2 separate regions of the Sus scrofa genome follow, and region 1 is linked to region 2. The links are chromatin contacts, called in public Hi-C maps. All regions are on one chromosome and are shown on one strand. Each heading gives the region's core, a stretch centred on a gene start, on an enhancer-like site or on the middle of the called end of the contact. The rest is flanking DNA. Distances are from core to core; before and after follow the strand shown. Region 1 overlaps ZBTB16 (zinc finger and BTB domain-containing protein 16). Region 2 has its middle 17 kb from the start of ZBTB16.

What was found. A called contact is a pair of places that touch in the nucleus more often than the background predicts.
Region 1: a contact with region 2 is called in a Hi-C map of skeletal muscle, with 3 times the contacts expected there. The contact joins two enhancer-like sites. A contact is called at or near these places in 2 of 5 promoter capture datasets (fetal liver and liver) and 2 of 47 Hi-C or Micro-C datasets (liver and skeletal muscle).

The regions. Positions count from the first base shown.
Region 1 is chr9:41,682,532-41,687,979 of Sscrofa11.1, reverse strand. All of the region lies in intron 2 of ZBTB16 (zinc finger and BTB domain-containing protein 16), which reads right to left. Among named protein-coding and RNA genes, the nearest start is that of ZBTB16, 46 kb to the right of the region's middle. Within about 2 kb of position 2,884, at least 1 of the 83 cell types and tissues checked has an H3K27ac peak or open chromatin away from gene starts, as enhancers often do. A contact at or near this core is called in skeletal muscle, where this site is marked.
Region 2 is chr9:41,619,626-41,625,313 of Sscrofa11.1, reverse strand. No RefSeq gene overlaps it. Among named protein-coding and RNA genes, the nearest start is that of ZBTB16, 17 kb to the left of the region's middle. Within about 2 kb of position 2,288, at least 8 of the 83 cell types and tissues checked have an H3K27ac peak or open chromatin away from gene starts, as enhancers often do. A contact at or near this core is called in skeletal muscle, where this site is marked.

The DNA of each region.
Region 1 (5,448 bases), core at 1,635-4,134, 62 kb before region 2:
TCGAGAGCAGGGAGTTCTTCAAACTTGTGGTTGCAAAGGGGAGGGGTTGGGGGAGAGATGGAGTGGGAGGTCAGCGTTAGCAGATATAAACTCTACTACACAGAGGGGAAAGACAACGAGGTCCTACTGCAGAGCACAGAGAACTAAATTCAACGTCCTATGATAAACCATAACGGAAAAAATATTTTTTAAAAAAAAGAGTGCATGGCGCAACCGTGTAAATCAACTATAATCTATTCGACTGCACCTTTCTTTCTCTTGGCTGCACCTACAGCATGTAGACATTCTCAGGCCAGGGATCAAATCCATGCCATGGCAGTGACTGGAGCCATACCAGGGACATAGCGGGATCCTGAACCTGCTGTGCCCCAAGGAAACTCCTCAACTATACTTTAATAAAAAAAAAAATGCTTTAATACATTTACAGGCGTTCCCACTGTGGCACAGTGAGTTAAGGATCTGGCTGCAGCCGTGGAGGTGTGGGTTCGATCCCAGTGCCCCCCCCATCCGCCCCCCCGCAGTGGGTTAAGGATCTGGTGTTACACAGCTGTGGTGTAGATGGCAGCTGCAGCTTGGATTCCATCCCTGGCCCGGGGAACTTCCACATGCTGCAGGTGTGGCCAAAAAGAAAACCAAAACATTTACATAACATAATACATGTTACAAGAAACATACAAAGAAAAAGATACACATAAAAATATAAAAGAGTATACCGAATCACTTTGCTGTACAGCAGAAATTAGCACAACAGTGTAAATCAACAGTACTTCAAATAAATAAATAACGATTATATAGTTCTCTAAAAGAGATAAACAACAAGGACCTACTGCATATAGCACAGGGAACAATACTCAAGAGTCTGTAATAACTTACATGGGAAAAGAATCATAAAAAGAATATATACATTTATATTTATTTTTCATAAATGTATGTATAACTGAATCACTATGCAATACACCTGAAACTCACACAACACTGTACGTGAACCACACTCCAATAAAAACAAAGAAGAGCCTTTTCCCAAGCTGCATGTGTATATATCCACGTCACATGGCTGAGAAAAAGTCAGGGTTACATACCCAACCCCAAGGAAAGCAAAATCTTTTGGTCACTTGGAGAAGCGGTACAAGCGTTCTTCCAAGGTGGGAAATCCAGCACTGCCCTCACTTTGGGAGGCTCAAATATCATGTTCTTTGGAGAAGAGACACCGTGAGAGAGAGGATGTTTCTCCAAAATGACTTGCTATACTTGGCAGCCACTGGATTTATTCACGTTCAACGACCAAGCGTTTCATCACCCGAGCATGGGAAACAGGGCTAATGGGAGGGAGTTAAATTAGATCTGAACACAAAGCGTCTGACATACGGTGCTGTTACAGGTCTACAGAGCTGTTCTCTGGACATCCTCTGAACCACAAGAGGAAGGATGCTCCAGCAGGTGAGTGAGTGGGTCACGTGATGTCCAAGGTCCCTTCGAGGACCCGGATCTGGAAAAAATCCAGGAAGTCAGTAGGTGCATGGCTAAGCAATCAGCCAGGCGAGTGGATCGCATTCAGCCCAGGACCCTTGTTGACCGGAGACCCTGGACTGGTCACTGAACCCTCTGGGGCCCCTCATCTCGCCTACAAAATTAAAGGGACCGCCAGGATATCTCCCACCTCACAGCTGGACTGTCTTTCTCGGGGCAGGGATGTGTGTGCATCTCTATGGGTCCTCCTGCCCCTTCCGAGTCCAGCAGGTGAAGATACAACAGCCATCAAGTGAGGGACTGGCCTGTGAGAGTCGATATGAAGGGGGAAAGTCTGGGCTCCAAGGAACCGTGGCCAGAAGACAGACCACGGACACGAGGAATTCACATGGTAAGGGGTTTGAAGGGATGAGAACGAGCAGGGTTTCCTTGAGAATCAGAAGAGAGAAGCTGCTGAAACCAGGAACCCTCAGGCCAGTGCACATGGGCTTCTCATAAAATCTCCAAAAGAAACCAGGGCTAAGAATTAGGATTTTATTTCCTTTTCCATTTTCCTGTGTAATCCGCTATAATGATGGGGTTTTTTTAAAGTCGGCAACAGGAGTCAGGGCCCTGTGACCTCAAAAGAAGGTAAATATAGCCACGAAACAACCCCAGGCAGAAGGGATGAGCTGCCTTCTCTGAGGAAGCGACGGAACACTTCAGAAGGGAGCGGCCACCCCGTGGAAAGTAGAAGCAGAGACAGCGGGACCAGCACTTTCCTCCTAACAACCCTCGACTGCAAAAGGTTAATAGGGACTGGAGGGGAGGTGGTGGGATGGGGGAGAGGCAGGGAGAGGAAAGCATTATGCAATATTAGAATGCTACTTTTATTTTAAAAGCCATCATGTGTAAAGCATTAGTGTTTTTGAAATTGCATTCTTGAGTTAATTAAATGGACAATCTTTTATACATAAAAGTGAAAGAAAGCAATTAAAAGCTAAATGAAGAAAAACCGCCTTTCCCTGGTGATGGGGGCTACCCCGATCCCTTTGTATTAACATGGAACAAAGACAAGGATCTCCCCAGCACCACTGTCCAAATGTCTCTTTTATGGCCCCCTCGGTGACAGTTTGAGAAGTATTTGTCTTCCTTCTAAGTTTACCTATGAGACTGTTAGGATGAGAGGAGGAGAGAACAGTGAGAGGGAAAAAAACCTCATCTGAGCACAACTAACAAACAGGGGGAACCCAGAGAAAGGCCAGGTCTCACTGCCTCCAAGGAAGCCTTAGCAGGGACGCCACCGCTCTTTGGTTACCTCCACCAAAAAATAGCCACCCCCAGGGTTTTACCCATGAGAATTAATTCAGAGTTGGGGCTATTGGCCAGCCTCAGCTCACAGGCTCCTTGCATGACTCAGAAAAGTACATTCAGATCACCAGAGAAACTAAGAAGCGTTATCAGGCGAACTGCTATGTCAGCGTTGCAGGTGCCAAACGCCAGCTGCTCTAACTTTTCCCAAATGTGTTTTGCCCGGGTGGGTGGAAGACGATGGGTAAAACTGCTAACTCACCTGGCTAAAAACGGGTCAGAAAAAGGCAAACATGGCTCAAGTGTGGTGACCAAGCCTGATCTCAGGCAAACTCCCCTTCCGATGCCCAAAGGGACTTCTTAAGCCTGCAACTCAAAGTGGTTGCGATGACTCTGGTGCCCCTACTAGACTATCCCGGTGCTAAAGGGCAATATACCTTTCTCTTTCATATGAGCTAGAAGAAAAGCGTGCATGAGTCAATGCCCATCCAGGAGAATGGTTTTCCAGTGGAAACATGCTGCAGAAGCTAAAAGGATGTTCTCTTTTTTGGAGGCTGGGTAGGCTGAAGCCTCTGATGAGCTAATCCCAGAACCCAGGCCTCCTGGATCCCTGGCCACAAGATCTCCTACCTCTTCATTTCTGGGAGATCCATCCCTTCACTGAATCTGAGAATCATGCCCAAAAAGATTTTGGAAAATGCCAGCAAACCATCACAAAACAGCACCAATCCATTTTCCATGTTCCCCGCTCATCCTCTGCCCTGCTAAGACAGAGCCTCCTAGGAGCAGTGCCGACTGCTGGATATTCCAGAGTACTTTCTTTTCCCTTCCTGCTATGGGAACAAAAAAGGGTAGGTGGGAAGGAAAGGTAACAGAGAGAGAGCCAGGCCCAGAAAGCATGAGCAATGCTTCAATCTTAGGTGCTGGAGGTGAAGGCGGATGTCTTTCACTAGCTGCGTCCTTCCGCAGACAGCAGGCCAGGTCCACAGGCTGGCAGAGGCTTGCAACTTTCTTACAAAGCTGTGCTAAACTACCCCCTACTCTGCTTGCATCCTCCCTGCCTTCAAAGGAGATGAGCATCGTTAGCTGCCCCCTTTCCATGTATGTCCAGCCAATGATAATAACAGAGACTCTCGACCTCTGTCGAATCCAGACGCATCCAGGTTAAAAACAAAACAACAAAAAAAGACAAGCTTCTGTGGCTGCAGAGGTGCCTGCTCTGGTTTCTTCTCCCTTCCCTGCTCCCCTTTGCCAAAGGAGCTCAAACCGGGCACCTTGACCAAGATGCTGGTCTGAGTGGAAGGAAGGAAGAAAGATGCGAAAAGAGAAGAAACTGGAGTGGATCGCCCACCAATTCAATTACTCAGCCTCCACCCAAGAGAGGAGAGTTTGTTAAATTTCTCTTTGATTTCCCGGGCTCCGAACCCACACACTGGTGTCAGGAGGGGTGTTAAATAAGTCACCAAAACGAAGCACCTTTGTGCCCCTGCACCACAGGCACCCACACCTCCCTTTGAGAGAGAAAGCGGCGTGGTTCACTCCAGCCACCTCACCCCTGCCCCCCCCACCCTCTGTTCTGCGGCCGAGTTTCATCTTGGGCCCCCGCTCGAGAAAGGAATTCAGGATGGGTTAAACGTTACCTGTATCTCCACCCCACATCTCCTAAACCATCTGATAAGCGCTAGAGAAAACATCCTGTGTACAGAGGTTGAGATGCTGACACAGGGTGGGGGGGGGCACCAACGACCCAGGGGGCCACAAGGAGTTAATCCCCCCCGCCGAGAGATAGGGGCCCACTCTTTGGAAAGTTCAGAGAAAGCAAAGACAAGAAAGATTCCACCGGCCCTTACATGTGGTCACCGAAAACACAAACGCAAGCAGAGACTTCTATGTCCCAAAGTTACAAAAACAACAACCAAAACCTCCTCAGTCCTAACAGACGGTACGCGCTAAAAAAGCAATCGGGAAAAATTTTAAAAAAGTGTGTTTAAGCAGAATGTTCAGCCAGGTGGCCGTGCTGGGCAGCCCTCCCGCTCCTCTCTGGGTTAAAAGGTGCTCTGGACGCAGGCTGACAGGGGAGGCGAGCAGGTCTACCTCCAGGATTCCAGATAGTTCCGGATCCTCCCCCCTGCACTGTCCACACTTCTCCCTCCTTTCAGCACAAGGCCCCGCCTAAAGGCAGGAGACGGCTTCCGATGAACTCGGGGCTCTCTCGGCTCCTGCATTTTAACCTCAACATTCACAGTGTTGGGGTTCAAAGCGGAATCATCACCCATGCAGCCAAAAGCCATTTTACAGACCTCCACTCCCAGCACCCCTGATACAGTGACGGCTGCCTTCAAATAAGGCCTTTCAATGTCCCCAGCAGCCAAGCGGAGCAGGACATCACGGTTTGGAAAGGCGCTCTCATGGGACCGGAGTGGGTTCATATGGACACATGGAAAGAGCAAGGTTCCACCAACTCAACTGTCCCCTCTGGACACCTGGGTGGCACTGGGAGCTCTGAGGACTGTGGGGAAGCATCAAAGGCTTCAAGCCCAAGAAGGGAGCTGCCCAAAAAGCTTCATGACTGGCCTTTTCTTTCCCCTAGAATTGCCCTCATCTCTCCTGCCTATAAAATTTTGCAGGCACCCAATAAATTATTAAGTGACTGTTTACCTCCTACTAAACCACACCTCAGGGATACAAGAC
Region 2 (5,688 bases), core at 1,039-3,538:
TATCTCCTTGGAACATCCTGAAATGTTTACCTGCTGATTTTCTGTTAGGCAGATTGGAGAGAGCAAGGTGAAATTATAAGAACACTGACTTCCAGTCAGAAGACCTGGATTCAAGGCCGGCTTGGACAAATGCTTCCTGTGTAACCCTGGGCAGGTCACTTAACCTCTCCGTGTTTCTAAGTCCTCCTCTGCAAGAACGGTGCTATTACATGGAACCTGTCTCTGACCTTTTCTTTTTTTTACAGCCTCACCTGTGGCACATGGAAGTCCTAGGCTTGGAGTCCAATCGGAGCTGCAGCTGCCAGCCTACACCACAGCCATGCCAGGTCGGAGGTGCAGGTATGACCTACACTGCAGCCTACGGCAATGCCAGATCCTTAACCCACCGAGCTCGGTCAAGGATCGAACCCACATCCTCATGGATATTATGTCAGGTTCTTAACCCACTGAGCCACAATGGGAACTCCAGTCTCTGAACATTTTAAAGTCCTTGCTCCGTTCTTTGAGAAGAGCCTTAAGACCTGTCCCTAACTTACTGCCTGACTCTGAGCAAGTCGCTTCCCCTCCTCGGGGCCTCAGTTTTTCGAGGATCACATGAAAGTATCGGACTAGGCTTGTTGCCAAGCCGACGACTCTAGCTATGAAATCCTTTAGCACTCTGCGAACTCCATCGCACCCCCTGAAACTCGGTCCCAGCACGTTTGGACGGAGAGAAGGTATGAAGCAGGTGTGTGGAAGGGACATGGTCTCTCTTCATCGTAACCCTGATTCCCACCAGGAGGAACCCAGGCGTTCGGGCACCGTCTCCCTCCACACAGGAGCAGACGACCCAGAAGAGGGCAGCTGGGCTTCAGCCTGGGCAGGAAATGGTAAGTGCTTCTTCTGTCGATGATGGCTGTCTGTGGTTCTAGAGAGGAAAGCAGATATCAGTGGTGAAGCTTAGCCAGGTCATAGAGGAAGGAGCAGGGGGAGGGGGCAGGGCAGCTGTAGTGCAGTCAGTGTTCCACTGTGACCCAAATAAGGTGTCCTTGGTACAGAGAGGGCGATGGAGCATTAGATAGAGATATAAATACAGATAGGCTGCTTTGCATCAGGTCTAGAAACACATTTTCTCCTCTCTCGTTCAGAAATCATGCCCCAACCCAAGGTTGCTGGTTCCCACCTCAGGGCCTTGGCACTTGATGGATCCCAGACTCCCACCCTCCCCCGAAAACCTTCCTCCCATCCCACCATACACTTGTTTCTACCTTAAGAACTCAAACAACCCTTCTGCAGAGAAATCCTTCCTACAGATGCCTTATCAGGAGCTGCCTCCTGCCCCTGGGGGGCCCTCTGCCCTGCATTTTTGTTTTCATAGCACTTGCTAGTACCGGAAATTGCCTCCTTTGTTTATAGGACTGCTTGTTTATTTCCTGGCTACCCCCAGAGCCTCCCTACAGCTCCCTCCGACTTAAGGTAAGCTTCCTGAGGGCAGGGGCCTGGGCCCTTTCAGGAGGTTGTATTGGGAGCACCAGGACCAGGCTGGCACACAGTAGGCTCCTAAGAAATATTTGTTCCAAGAGTGAAAGAGCAAAACAAGAAATGTGCTGGGTTTTTTTTTTTTTTCTCTCCCCAGGAAGACTTTTTTAAACAAACAGGCAGCCTGTTGTTGAGAATGAGCGGTTCAGGCCTAGATAATTCACAGCCGGGGAAGAAGCAGGAGTAGGTTCTTCCACAGGCTCTGAGGTAGCTGGGCCGATCGCACAGTTCTTTTTCCTGATAGGGCTTCCAAAAGACACCTCCACATGATGTCCCCACTCTCTGTGCCCGCCAGGGAGAAGGCGGGATGGGGGACCATGCCTGGAGTTCGGGCAGCACTGTCCCCAATACTTTCCCCTCATTTTACCATTTCATCAATGAGGACCCAGGCACCCAAGGTTCAACGACGTGGCTGAGATTGTCGAGTCTAAAGTCAAAACTGGATCCAGTTGGTGCTCTTGCCTCTGCATTTAAACTTGTTCAGAGGAACCCAAGCTGCCTGGCTCCCATACCTGCCCCCATGGAGAGATGGCGAGCGCCCACCTACACACGGCGCCAGTGATAACAGGCTCCTTAGCGGACCCAGCTCCAGAGGGAGGCAGATGAGGCACAGAAAGCAGGTGCAGAGCTTAAGGAAGCATCACTGCTGGGTTCTGGGGTGATTTGGAGAAATGCCTTGTTAAATCTCAGAGCCCAGCCCCATGCTCGCCTCACCTGGTCCTGGCCCTGCTCCTTGGAGCTTTCTGCAAGTTCTCTGTCCTTTTCTCTCGTGTCATATGATACTTCTTTTTTTAGAAAGATCATCAACATGACTAGATGGTGGATTGCTCTCGGGAAGCATTTGACTCGCTTTGCCAACTAGCTCTAGCCACTTCTTGGCAACGTGCCCTCCAAGTGGCCACTGAAATTATTTTTCTAAAGGATCGATCTGTCACTCCCCCCACGTCAGTGCCCCTTCTCATGCCTACATTTTTTTAAGGCCTAAACACATGGCTGTTCTTTACGACACTTTACACATTGGCAGCATTCTGTCTCCAAAGTCTTGTCACGCTTCTGAGGCTTTAGGCAGGCTGTGTCTTCTGCCCTGGGGCCCCCCTCCCTGTCTGTCTGGGCAAAATCATTTACCCTTCCAAGCCTAACTCCAAGGCCACTTACACACAAGATGTTCCAGATCTGGAGTAACGCTGATGTGAACCCAGTCTCCGCTGGTGGCCAGAAGGTACCCGACCTAGGAGGTGAGAGCAATCAAGCCAGCAGTCAGGGCCTCCCAGGGCCCCTTCTCACATTCTCTGCAGTGACAGCTCTGTGTGGGGAAGGTTCCCTCCTACACTCAGCCTGGGCAATGTGACTTCATCACCTGGCTAAGTGTGACTCTAGCCTTTGAACTTTTTTTTTTTTTTTTTTGCTTTTTAGGGCTGAACCTGAGGCATCTGGAGTTTCCCAGGCTAGGGGTTGAATGGGAGCTACAGTTGCTGGCCTACACCACAGCCACAGCCATGCCAGATCCAAGCCACGTCTGAGACCTACACCACAGCTCATGGCAATGCCAGATCCCTAACCCACCTGAAACTGACAGCACTAGTCCAGAACACAGACTGGGACTTGAACACACTGAGCGAGGCCAGGGATCAAACCCACATCCTCGTGGATACTAGTCGGGTTCATGACCGGCGAGCCACAGCGGGAACTCCTGAGCTAACTTTATATTTTGCTGTAACAATGAGGATCCAAGCTGTTGGCAACAAAGCGAAACCAGGCTCCCAGGTGGCCTGGAACCTCCCTGGTTCACCCAGGGCTTATTTTTAGACTTTTCTCTTTGGCGTCCAGCTTCCCAAGCTGCCAGGGTCAGGGGTGTTTCACTGGTTTGCAGCCGGAATAGGCGGGCACCTCAGAGCCCAGCCTTCTGCCCGGCTCCCCCCACCCTGGTTTCTAAGTTCTCATGTTTGTTTTCCTCCCTCCTCCGTGTCTAACTTTTCTGTCTTCTTTTCATGATCTTGAGACTCAATCCAAAGTCAGGCTGACATTTTGGCCCTGTCTCCCCAAGGAGCTCAGCGCTGAGATCTTTTTCCCTGGAAAGAAAGTTGATGTATGTGTGGGTTTGGGAGAAGCTTAGAGAAGAAAGTTAGTGATTATTATCCATGCACGCTGGATAATAACAACGATAATAATAATACAATAATAATCAAGAAGAACAATGCCTACCTTTGCGGAGCACTAACTCTGTAGCAATTGGGCCAGGTCATTTTTTAAGCCTTGTCTCATTTAATCTCTTAGGTAGGGCTGCTCTCTACCCATCATAAAGGTGGTTCCTATTATACCCATTTCCAAATAAGACGTTGAGGCTTAGAGAGTTAGATAAGTAGCCCAAGATCAAACAGCTGGTGAGGGCTGGTGTCTAGGTTGGCCTTACAACCTGTAGCTCTTATATCTGAGGGACCCGAAACAAATCGCTTCACCTCTCTGCATGTCAGTTACATTGCATCTGTGACGGCAACTAGCAGAGATATTCCTCATTTTATAAGCCAGTTAGGACAGATGAATGGGATAAGGACTCTGAGGTGCTATGTGTTAATCATTATCTTTATGAAATCTGAGACCGCCCCCCACCCCAAAATCTGGGAGAGCACAGAATTACCTAAGACACTGGGAATTCTTTTTCACACAGGAAAATTGTTTAGATGTTCCTTGCTCTGATTTGAACCTGTACCTTCCATTTTGAGAGATTATCATTCTTTACAATCCAGGCTCTTTGGCTTGACCATGGGACTTTACGATTTTCAAAAGATGGTTTTAGTTGAGCCTGATGACAATGGGGGAGTTAGGACAAATATATGCCCCCCTTCTGCAGGCAGGAAAACTGAAAGTGGCTGTCAGGGGCTGGCTCGGAGCAGGACTCCTGACGTCTACTCTGGCTCTCTTTGCTTCCTTCGGTTTCTATCCTCGGAGCCTGGGCAGCTGACAGTGTTGACAGATGCGGGAGAAGGTTTTGGCGGTGGGGGTAGGGGTGGCCTCTGGCCTCTCCTCCTTAGGACATCAGAATATGCATGGTCCCCTTGGAAACAGCATTTGTGCAAAACTCTACCTGAGAGGCAAGCTGTGGTTAAGGCCTATCCTTTTGTTGTTATTTAAATAGACATTTTAAAACATTTAAAGTCTGTCATTTTCCCTTTGTGATTTGGAGTCAGGGCAGGTTTTCGGGTGTCAAGCAGTCGCTGAGCTTTGGTGGCCTTGGGTACCTGGCCTGAAAGCCTCTGTGCAACCAGCCCAGCCAGAGGGACCAGAGGCTCTGTCTTTTCTTTCTTTCTTTCCTTTCTTTCTTTCCTTTCTTTCTTTCTTCCTTTTCTTTCTTTTCTTTCTTTCTTTCTTTCTTTCTTTCTTTCTTTCTTTCTTTCTTTCTTTCTTTCTTCTTTCTTCCTTTCTTTCTTTCTCTCTCTCTCTCTCTCTCTCTCTCTCTCTCTCTCTCTCTCTCTCTCTTTCTTCATGTTGAGCTCTGGAGCTTTGGCCTGACAGATCTGAGTTCAAATGCTGTCTCTGCCCCTGACTAGCTATGCCCTAGGCAAATTCTTTAAATTCATGTCATCTGTAAAGTGGAGAGAGGGAGGCATATGTGGCTGCTGTTAGCCTTGTAGGAGTTCTTCTGTAACATAAAGTGCCTGGTCAAGTAGTAAGTGCTGAATAATTTAGCTTTTATTATACTTTTTTCCCCAGCCTCGTTGGACCATGGAGATGGCCCCCTGCAGATGGCGGCCCTTCTGACAGTGTCTTTGTGAGAGGGGAGGATGGGCTGTGGAGCACATCCGAATCGTGCCTCTTGAGTGGCCACGAAGAGGGTCTGGGTGGAGGTTCAGGCAGTGGCCAGGTGGGGACCAGGTTAAACTCTAGGCTCTCAGACCCCTCTCTCCTCTGACTGCCCGAAATCCTTTCATTCCATGAAGGGCCAGGTTGTGACCAGAGCCCCAAGGTCAGGACCCCCCCCCCAACCCAATTACCCCATACTGGGATGGGGGCCTGGCATGTTTGTCCTGCCCCAGCTGCTGGGCTTGGTAAGGGGATCCAAGGAAAGGGACAGCATAAAATCGGGGGAGAAAGGAGAGACGCTGTGCTGTTGAAAGTGCGCAGACCAGGTTCTCTGTGCTGCTGGAAATGGAGCGGGCACTCCACTGCTCCCCC